Regions from separate parts of the Mus musculus genome. Here region 2 is linked to region 1. A link is a contact called in public Micro-C data. All regions are on one chromosome and are shown on one strand. The core of a region is the stretch at or near the end of the contact, and the rest is flanking DNA. Distances in the headings are between cores, read along the strand shown.

Region 1 (3,812 bases), core at 416-2,915:
TATGGTGTCCTAGGTTCATCTTTGTTTCAGTCACAAATACCCTGACAAAAAGCTCACAGTTCTAGTCACAGTCCATTGTTATAATGAGGACACCAAGGCAGCCTCATGTCCACAGTCAGGAGCAGAGAGAGAATAACTCATGAGTCCTGTTTGTTTCATCGCTTAGCTAACTTTTTCCTCTCTCACATAGCTGCAGGAGGCCTGCCTAGGGAATGATGCCGCCCACAGTGAGCTGGGTCTTAAGACAATCCCCACAGGTCAACCCAATGTAGCCGGTCCTTCATTGAGACCCTCTTCCCAAGTGATTCTAGGCTGTGTCAAGTTGAAAGCTAAAAGGGACAGGTACACACAACAGGGAGTCAGCCAGAGAGTCCAGAGCTTGGGTCTTGGTAGCTGAAGCCATATCTTGTCTTATACTGTTTGTAACTCATGGCAGGATGTATTGCTGATGTCAGCCCACAGCTTTGAGGTGGTTCATTAGATGGAGGGACTCCTGTTCCTTCTCCCTGGCCTTCCTCACCCTACAGACATGAGGAGGAACTGTCTCACCCTGTCTAGCTGACCCCGAAGTAGGAGAGTTTTGATTTTTTTCCGTGTGCCTGTGCACTGCATGCATGCAACTGTCTGTGGAGGCCAGAAGAGGCCATCAGATGCCTGGTTGTCAGCCACCATGTGGGTGCTGGGAACCAAACTTGGCTCTTCGGGCAGAGCAACAAGTGCTCAAATCGTTGAGGCATCTCTCCAGCCCTGAGAGATAAGTTTTGGATGAAACACAAGAAGGCTGAAGTTCAGGATGGAGCAGGCCATACCTTAGGAACTTTCAGGAGGCTGTTATATCACAACATTTCTGAGGAGTCCTGCCACCATCCAACCTAGCTTGCCACCAGCATGGAGGACAGGGGAGCTGGTAGAAGCCAGTGGATCAGAGACCAATGGGAGGCAGATAATGTTCCTGTGCAGTGCCACACAGTATTGCAGCACCCGTGGAGATGCAGCCTTAAGCTCGAAGGGGGCTGTGCACTAAGCATCTGGAAGGGAGGCTAGCCCACACCTGCAGGTGGTTACAAGGAAACAAGTGTTGCGGATAACCGGCTGAATTAGGCCAGAATTGAAGCTGAAGTCACTGAACTCTAAGGAAACTGGCTTTTAGAGTTTCACACACAGCAGCCATGAAGGGCTGGGGTTCTGAAGAAGCTAAAGTTTGGGTTCCATTACACGGACCCGGGGCTTTTGGGCTGCAGTGGGTCTGAATAGGTGTGCTAGGAAGCCCACTCCTTCCCCTCCACACACACACACACACACACACACACACACACACACACACTGTCTCTTAGTGACTCTCCTGAATTTTCCTTCCCAGCCCAGAGAGAGTGGGTTCAGTCATTCCCCCACCAGCTTATGATACATTTCTTTTGCCCTTACTTTCTTGGGACTGTCTCCATTAGCAGGTAAAAAGTTTCTCTTTAACCTGCTCTTGCATCAGTTGGCCCCCTGAATTCAGCTAGGGAGTTCATCTCCTCCAGTAAACACAGGAGCTTTGGAAGAGAGAGGGAGGAGGAGGTCCTTGGATGAGGCGTTTGAGTGGGGGTGGGGTGGGATTAGCCGGAAGAGAGTTCCAGCCCTGTGCATACTCCCGGGGTCTTTGTCATTTGATAGCCGCTTCAAGTTAGTGCCTCTCAGCACACTAGTGCCTCCGTAGGCCTTTGAGTTTGCAGCAGCAATAAGTTCGAGCAGCTCTGGAAACTCCCGCCACACCACACCCCCAAAGGCAAGGGCCCTCCCCCTGGGCTCTTCAGAGCTGGGGTGTGCCTGAGTCTCTACCCTGGGATGAGAACAGAGCTAAGCAGACTGCTGCCAGGTAACGAGGATGAGGCTTGGGGTGGGGAGGTCAGGGCGCCCCCCTCTTCCTTCCAACCTTAGTTGTATCTCGAGCTGAGGGCAGCTGCGATCTTCTCCCTGCTCTGCACACCCGCCAGCCGCGGGGCCCGGGAGGGAGGAAGGAAGCCCTGGCCACCCTCCATCCTCGTGATTCCCTGCTGCTCTTTTGTCCATTTTGGCTGGCGGGGAGTGGAGGACTAGGCCAGGGGGCACCGTGGGGTGACCAAGGCCCTGGCTGCTTCTTGAACTGTGACTGCCCACCCCGCTCTCCTCCCCGGGGAATTGAGCATTGACAGGCGCATCCTCTCCTGGTGGGTGTTAACCTGGATCCACAGCCATGACTCTGCCACACCCAGCATCTTGTGACTTGTGGAGAAGTAACCCTGTCCCCCTCACACAGGTGGAGAGAGCCAGCCAGCCACTGCAAAGGAGTGCTGCAAACTACCAGCAGGTGAGTGTGAAGCCCTAAGCCCTGTTTTCCATCCCAGAGCCCTACAGCCACCCCAGGGAGACAGCAGGAGGGAAGGAGATACAGCTAGCACCACAAGAGCAGACCCCCAAGGAGTCAGCACACTGGTGCACCCTAGCAAGAAGAAACCCAATTTAGTGGAGCCTTCTTGAAATGATTCGAAGCCCTATCTGTTGGGTTCAGGAGTGCCAAGGAACAAGAATGGTGGGTGGGTGGGTTGGGGCCTGGTTATACTGTAAGACCGAGAAGCAACAGCAACAGCGTGCATTTCTGCTCTTCTGAAGCCCCCACCACTTACCCAGCACCTACTGCCTGCGAGTACCTGATTCTACATGCCTTAGAGGTGGGACACTGCCTCTGTGTCTCTGTATCCTTCTCTGCCCTATGGCATTCAGAATGGCACCTACCTCCCAGGAATGCTGAGGTGATGGGGAGAAGCCTAGCAATCCCCACTCCCACCCCCAAACCTAGCACGGGATCCTTGGGAGCTGCGTTCCTCTCTGCTCAACCTTGCCCCTCTGAAGGCATTTCTGCCTACTGGGCATTTCATCTCAGGTTGGCGGGGACGCTCTGAGCTTTGCAGTGTTTCCTGACTGCCCACCAGCAGCTTGAGGTTTCTTGAGAAAGGCCGTGGTTGAGGATGGCAACTTCTGCCTCCAAGACTCCCCTGGCAGCAAGGCTGGTCAAGGCAGGGTTTTGAAAATCTCTAGGCTAGGTCTTACCCAATTCCAGAGCTGCTGGGCAGCCCACAACCTTCCCGTGGCCATGTTTTGCAAGAAGGAAGAAGCCCGGACTTCTTGTCCAGGCTTTCCCGCCTGTAGCGCATGCCTCCATCCTTCTTTCCCAACTCCCACTCCATCTAGGCCAGTCACAAGTTCTGGCCTACACAGATCTCCAGTCTGGATGCTGTGTCACCATGACTACACCCAAGTCCAGACCTCCATCCTCTTTGGCCCTCCCCATCATGTCCCTGCTATAACTTTTCATTTTTTAAAGATGTATTTATTTTATGTATATGAGTGCTCTGTGTATACCTGCATGGCAGAACAGGGCATCAGATCCCATTACAGATGGTTGTGAGCCACCGTAGGGTTGCTGGGAATTGAACTCAGGACCTCTGGAAGAGCAGTCAGTGCTCTTAGACCTCTGAGCCATCTCTCCAGCCCCCCTGCTATGACTTGACCCTGAGCACTACAGCATTTCACACAAGCTGAGAGCCCTGCTAGACCTCCCCAAACTATTATTATTATTTCTTCTCCTCCTCCTCCTTCTTCTTCTCTTCTTCCTCTTCCTTCTCTCCTTCTTCCTCCTCTTTCCTCCTCGTCCTTCTCTTTCTGTTTTTGGAGATAGGTTTTATCTCTGTAGTCTTGGCTGTCCTGGAACTCACTCTGTAAACCAGGCTGGTCTCAAACTCACAGAGATTGCCTCCCTGTGCCTCCCAAGTACTGAGATCAAAGGTGTGCAC
Region 2 (3,812 bases), core at 589-3,088, 110 kb after region 1:
GCAGTATGCCAATTAGCTAGTTTCTTGAAGCGTTCCATGTCAGGGTGGGAGATACACAGCCCTTAACTGTGCTAGAGCCTCTCTGGGCGCTCATGTTCTCTGCGGGCGGCTAGCCTCCTGAGAGCCAGAAGGGGCGTAGTGGTGTGGGTGGGAGAGGCTGGGATCAGAGACTGCAGACTGGACAGGAACACTCCCTTGCACATAGTGGAGGTTAGACCTGCCTCAGGAGAGAGCCTTCCTCTTGATCCATGTGCCATGCGTGACTGGTCTCTTGGCCTGGACTCAGCTTTACTCAATGGCTTTTGTTGAGCCTTTGAAACATACAGATGATGCTGTCAGCTAGTTTTCTCAGGATTGACATTTTGGTATGACTTCATGTTGTGAGGCGGGGTTAATGCCCCAGCTGGAGCATGGAGGTCACAGGACACTGGTGGCAGTCAGTTCTCTCACTTGTGGGTGCTTAGGATGGGAGAACTCAAGTGAGCAGGCTTGCTGGTCTTCCCCTTGTCTGCTGACTCGCTCGCTAGCCCAGCTTCCTTAGTTGAGGCCATATTTAAAGCCTCCTGACATTGTAAAATGCAGGTAGCAGGGCCTTTGGCACATACCTGCAGGGCTTCCTTCACCTTGCTGTTCCTCCTCTGTCCTTGCCACAGCCCAGACGCTGCTGATAGCACATCTTTCGATGTCCAGTTAGGAGATATCATCCTGACAGCAACAGATGGGCTCTTTGACAACATGCCTGATTACATGATCCTCCAGGAGCTGAAAAAACTGAAGGTAAGGAGCCTGGAGGCCCTGGGAGCTGCCGCTCTGCCCAGTGCCCTGTCCCTATGTTGGTTTGGAAAAGACTGTTTTTTGAACTTCACAAAATGATGGGTATACTATCCCAGGCGATTACAATTGGGAACATTAGAGGAGAACTGGGGGAGCCCTTGGCTCAGCCTTCCTCATAGGGTGGTCCAGGGGAGTCGGAAGTTGCTTTGTTTCCTCGTATCTTATGCACCTGCTTATGCCTCTCTCCTTTTCCTGTCACCACACACCCTGCGGTTGCTGAGGCTGGGAGGTCAGAAGTGAGACCAGGCAGCAAGGAGTGTGGGTGTTGACTAGAGCTATCACTGAGGGAGAGTTTGGCCTCTACCACAAAAGGTGGCAGGACCAGAAGCTGGGCTTTCCAGATTCTCTTAGCCCAGAGAAAGTTCTGGCTGGCAGACCTGGCCTTCTTCTCTGGCACCTTGCCATTCTGGCTTGGGGTGTTTCTTCTACTGTCCAAGCAGTGCCTCCTTGCCTGTGAACTGGGAAGAAGAAAAAGTCTTCCCCTTCAGGGTGGCAGGGAAGAGTAACCAACACCATGGGGAGGAAGTCCTAGCACCGTGCCTGCCCTGTGGTGGTCGCTTGTACTGGGGCACTGTGTGCTGACAGCCGTCAGCAGGAAGCACTCGGCCCACCCTCCGGGGCTTCCAGTGCAGAGGAGAACGGCTGGGGAGGAGATAGATACACAATATAGGCTGCTGGCAAGTGAGCAGGGTTAGAAATAAAGGGGACTCCTATCTTAGATTGGCTAGGGAAGGCCCCTGTGAGGAGGCGGCCTAGACGCACAGACCTGTTGGCTTTTCATTTTCTTTATGAACTTTGCTTTTTAAAAATATTATGTGTATGAGTGTTGCCTATGGAGGCAAGAAGAGAGTGTTGGATCCCCTGGAACTGACGTGAACAGTCTTGTGGATGCTAGGAACCAAACCTGGGTCCTCTGCAAGGACACCAGTACTGTTGATCTCTGGAGCCATGCCTCCAGCTGTCCTAGCCCTCTGCTGGTTGAAAGATGTAGAACCTTTGATGGCAGGGCTGAGCAGAGGCTTGTCCTCCAGCGCCCATTTTATAGATGAGGAAGTGGAAGTAGCTAGGACAGGGCATGGTCAGAGAACGCACAGCAAAGCAAGAGTCTGCTATGGCATACAAAGCCTGCAGGCCAGTCTCAGCATAGCCAGCACCAGAGCACCTCTTACTTGAAAAAAGCTAATATGGCTAGCTAGGTGTTTTCCCAAACATGGGGACTTCTGAGGCACCATGAAAATGTGGCCCAAACCCACCTTTTCAGACCATCCCATTTTAGCAAGAATACCTCAAAAATTTCAAATGGAAGACCAAAAATGAAAATCTTAATTAAAAATGTGGAGCCATTTCAACCAAAGGTTCAGGCAGGGCCTTGATCTGACGGGCTTGGTCCCCGTAGTGCTGTCTCCATGTCTTTTCTCACTGGATAAACCTAAGTGCTGGGGGAGTGTTCAGGTGAGTGTGCTGCCTGCCGCAGACCATCTGGGTCCCTTTGTCTGCGTGGAGCGGGTCTCTGGGTGCAGATGGGCAAGGAGTTGGCGGGTGACAGACAGACCAACACGTGAGATTGTGTAGAATCTGAATGTATTTTGTCATGTTGAGCATCAAACTTTTTATACCGAAGAATAACAAGAAACCAGGCAAAATACGATCCACCAAGTTACAGTGATGAAATACAAAAGGAATGTATACATCAAAAGAAGGCGGGGACCAGGCTGCTGCCACTATGAAGGGAGCCAGGTGTAAAGCTAGTCTATTGTTAAGCCCACCACCAGGGGTTCTGCACTAGCAGGCCTTCTCATGAATACTGCAATACCACAATCCCCCTATTTCCTGGGTCTTTAGAAGAATTTACCAACTTGCTTCTAATATGAAGCTTGCTATACCTGGCTGTAGGGAAGATCTAAGTCTCAGTGGGATTCCCTAGCTCTATTATGGTATTCCCTTGTTTGGGTGAGATTTGTTATTGTCCTTAGTAAATACTTTGCAGACCAGCTCTGAGCTGCTGGCTCCGTTTTTTGTAATGCTTAGTTACTGAATAGGTAACTTCCTTACTGCATTCCTGCCGGATTCCAAGCTCAGTTGCTTCTGGGACCTTGGAACACTGGCGAAGGCTCTGGTTACGTCAGAATTCAATCTTAAAAGGCACTTAAAATAATATAATGCTAAAAGAGAGCGCAGGGATCCATACACCAGACTAACGTGGGAATAGGGTATGTATATGGGTTAATGAGAACGCCAAAGCTCCAGGAGGTGAGTTTCCGTGAAACTCTTTTCCTCAAGTGCTTCCAGGCTTCTCAGCCTGTCAAGCAGACTTTTACTGGAGTGTGCGTGGCAGCTGCCTACAGTGCTGCCTGCATCAAGTGTTCTTATGCAGAGCTCACATGAGGCACCGTGGTAAAAATAACTCCATCCTTCATTTTAGAATTCAAATTATGAGAGTATACAGCGGACTGCAAGAAGCATTGCTGAGCAAGCGCATGAGCTGGCCTATGACCCAAATTATATGTCACCTTTTGCACAGTTTGCATGTGACAATGGATTAAATGTGAGAGGTAAGCATTCTCTGGAAGGTTCTGAGTTCTGGGTGAAAATGTGTAGGTGTGTGTCCTCTTAGCAAGGTCGGAGGGTGGCGGCTCATTTTTCCTGAGCCGCCCTTCAGAACCGACCTTGACTGCCTGAGAGAGCATGGAACCTGAAGCCCTTTACTCCACAGTGCCCTGCTTACCCAGGGCCACATCCCCAGCAGCTAAGTTCTGCCTCCTGAGTGGCTGAGTCCAAACTGCTGCAGCAGTCTGCAGAGGGAAGTTGTACGACCCTGCCATTGGTCTACTTCCTGGTGTGACTGGGGGATCAGGCCCGTCCTGGCTGGATGACATTGGCATCAGAACTGTCTAGGGCTGCCCAGCGTTTGCTAGGGTAATATTATGACATGCTGAGCACATCTGGGCTGAGGAAATGTTAAAACAGAGGAAAGCACA

Evidence for each region. Hi-C and Micro-C count contacts between places; a contact is called where the count stands out from the background.
Region 2: a Micro-C map of B cells shows a contact between it and region 1, with 4 times the contacts expected there. The contact joins the enhancer-like site here to the promoter of Hvcn1 in region 1. A contact is called at or near these places in 1 of 39 promoter capture datasets (maxillary cranial neural crest), 4 of 484 Hi-C or Micro-C datasets (B cells, CD4 T cells and nephron progenitors), 5 of 115 datasets of contacts at active chromatin or transcription factors (double positive thymocytes, effector CD8 T cells, embryonic stem cells and 1 more) and 4 of 9 other capture datasets (adipose tissue, embryonic stem cells, liver and 1 more).

The regions. Positions count from the first base shown.
Region 1 is chr5:122,208,064-122,211,875 of GRCm38.p6, forward strand. Hvcn1 (hydrogen voltage-gated channel 1) reads left to right here and starts at 1,666. Exons shown (of 8, transcript NM_001042489.2): 1 at 1,666-1,858; 2 at 2,279-2,329.
Region 2 is chr5:122,316,458-122,320,269 of GRCm38.p6, forward strand. Pptc7 (PTC7 protein phosphatase homolog) reads left to right here. Exons shown (of 6, transcript NM_177242.4): 4 at 654-777; 5 at 3,257-3,386. Among named protein-coding and RNA genes, the nearest start is that of Pptc7, 34 kb to the left of the region's middle. Within about 2 kb of position 1,839, at least 92 of the 459 cell types and tissues checked have an H3K27ac peak or open chromatin away from gene starts, as enhancers often do. A contact at or near this core is called in B cells, adipose tissue, double positive thymocytes and 2 more, where this site is marked.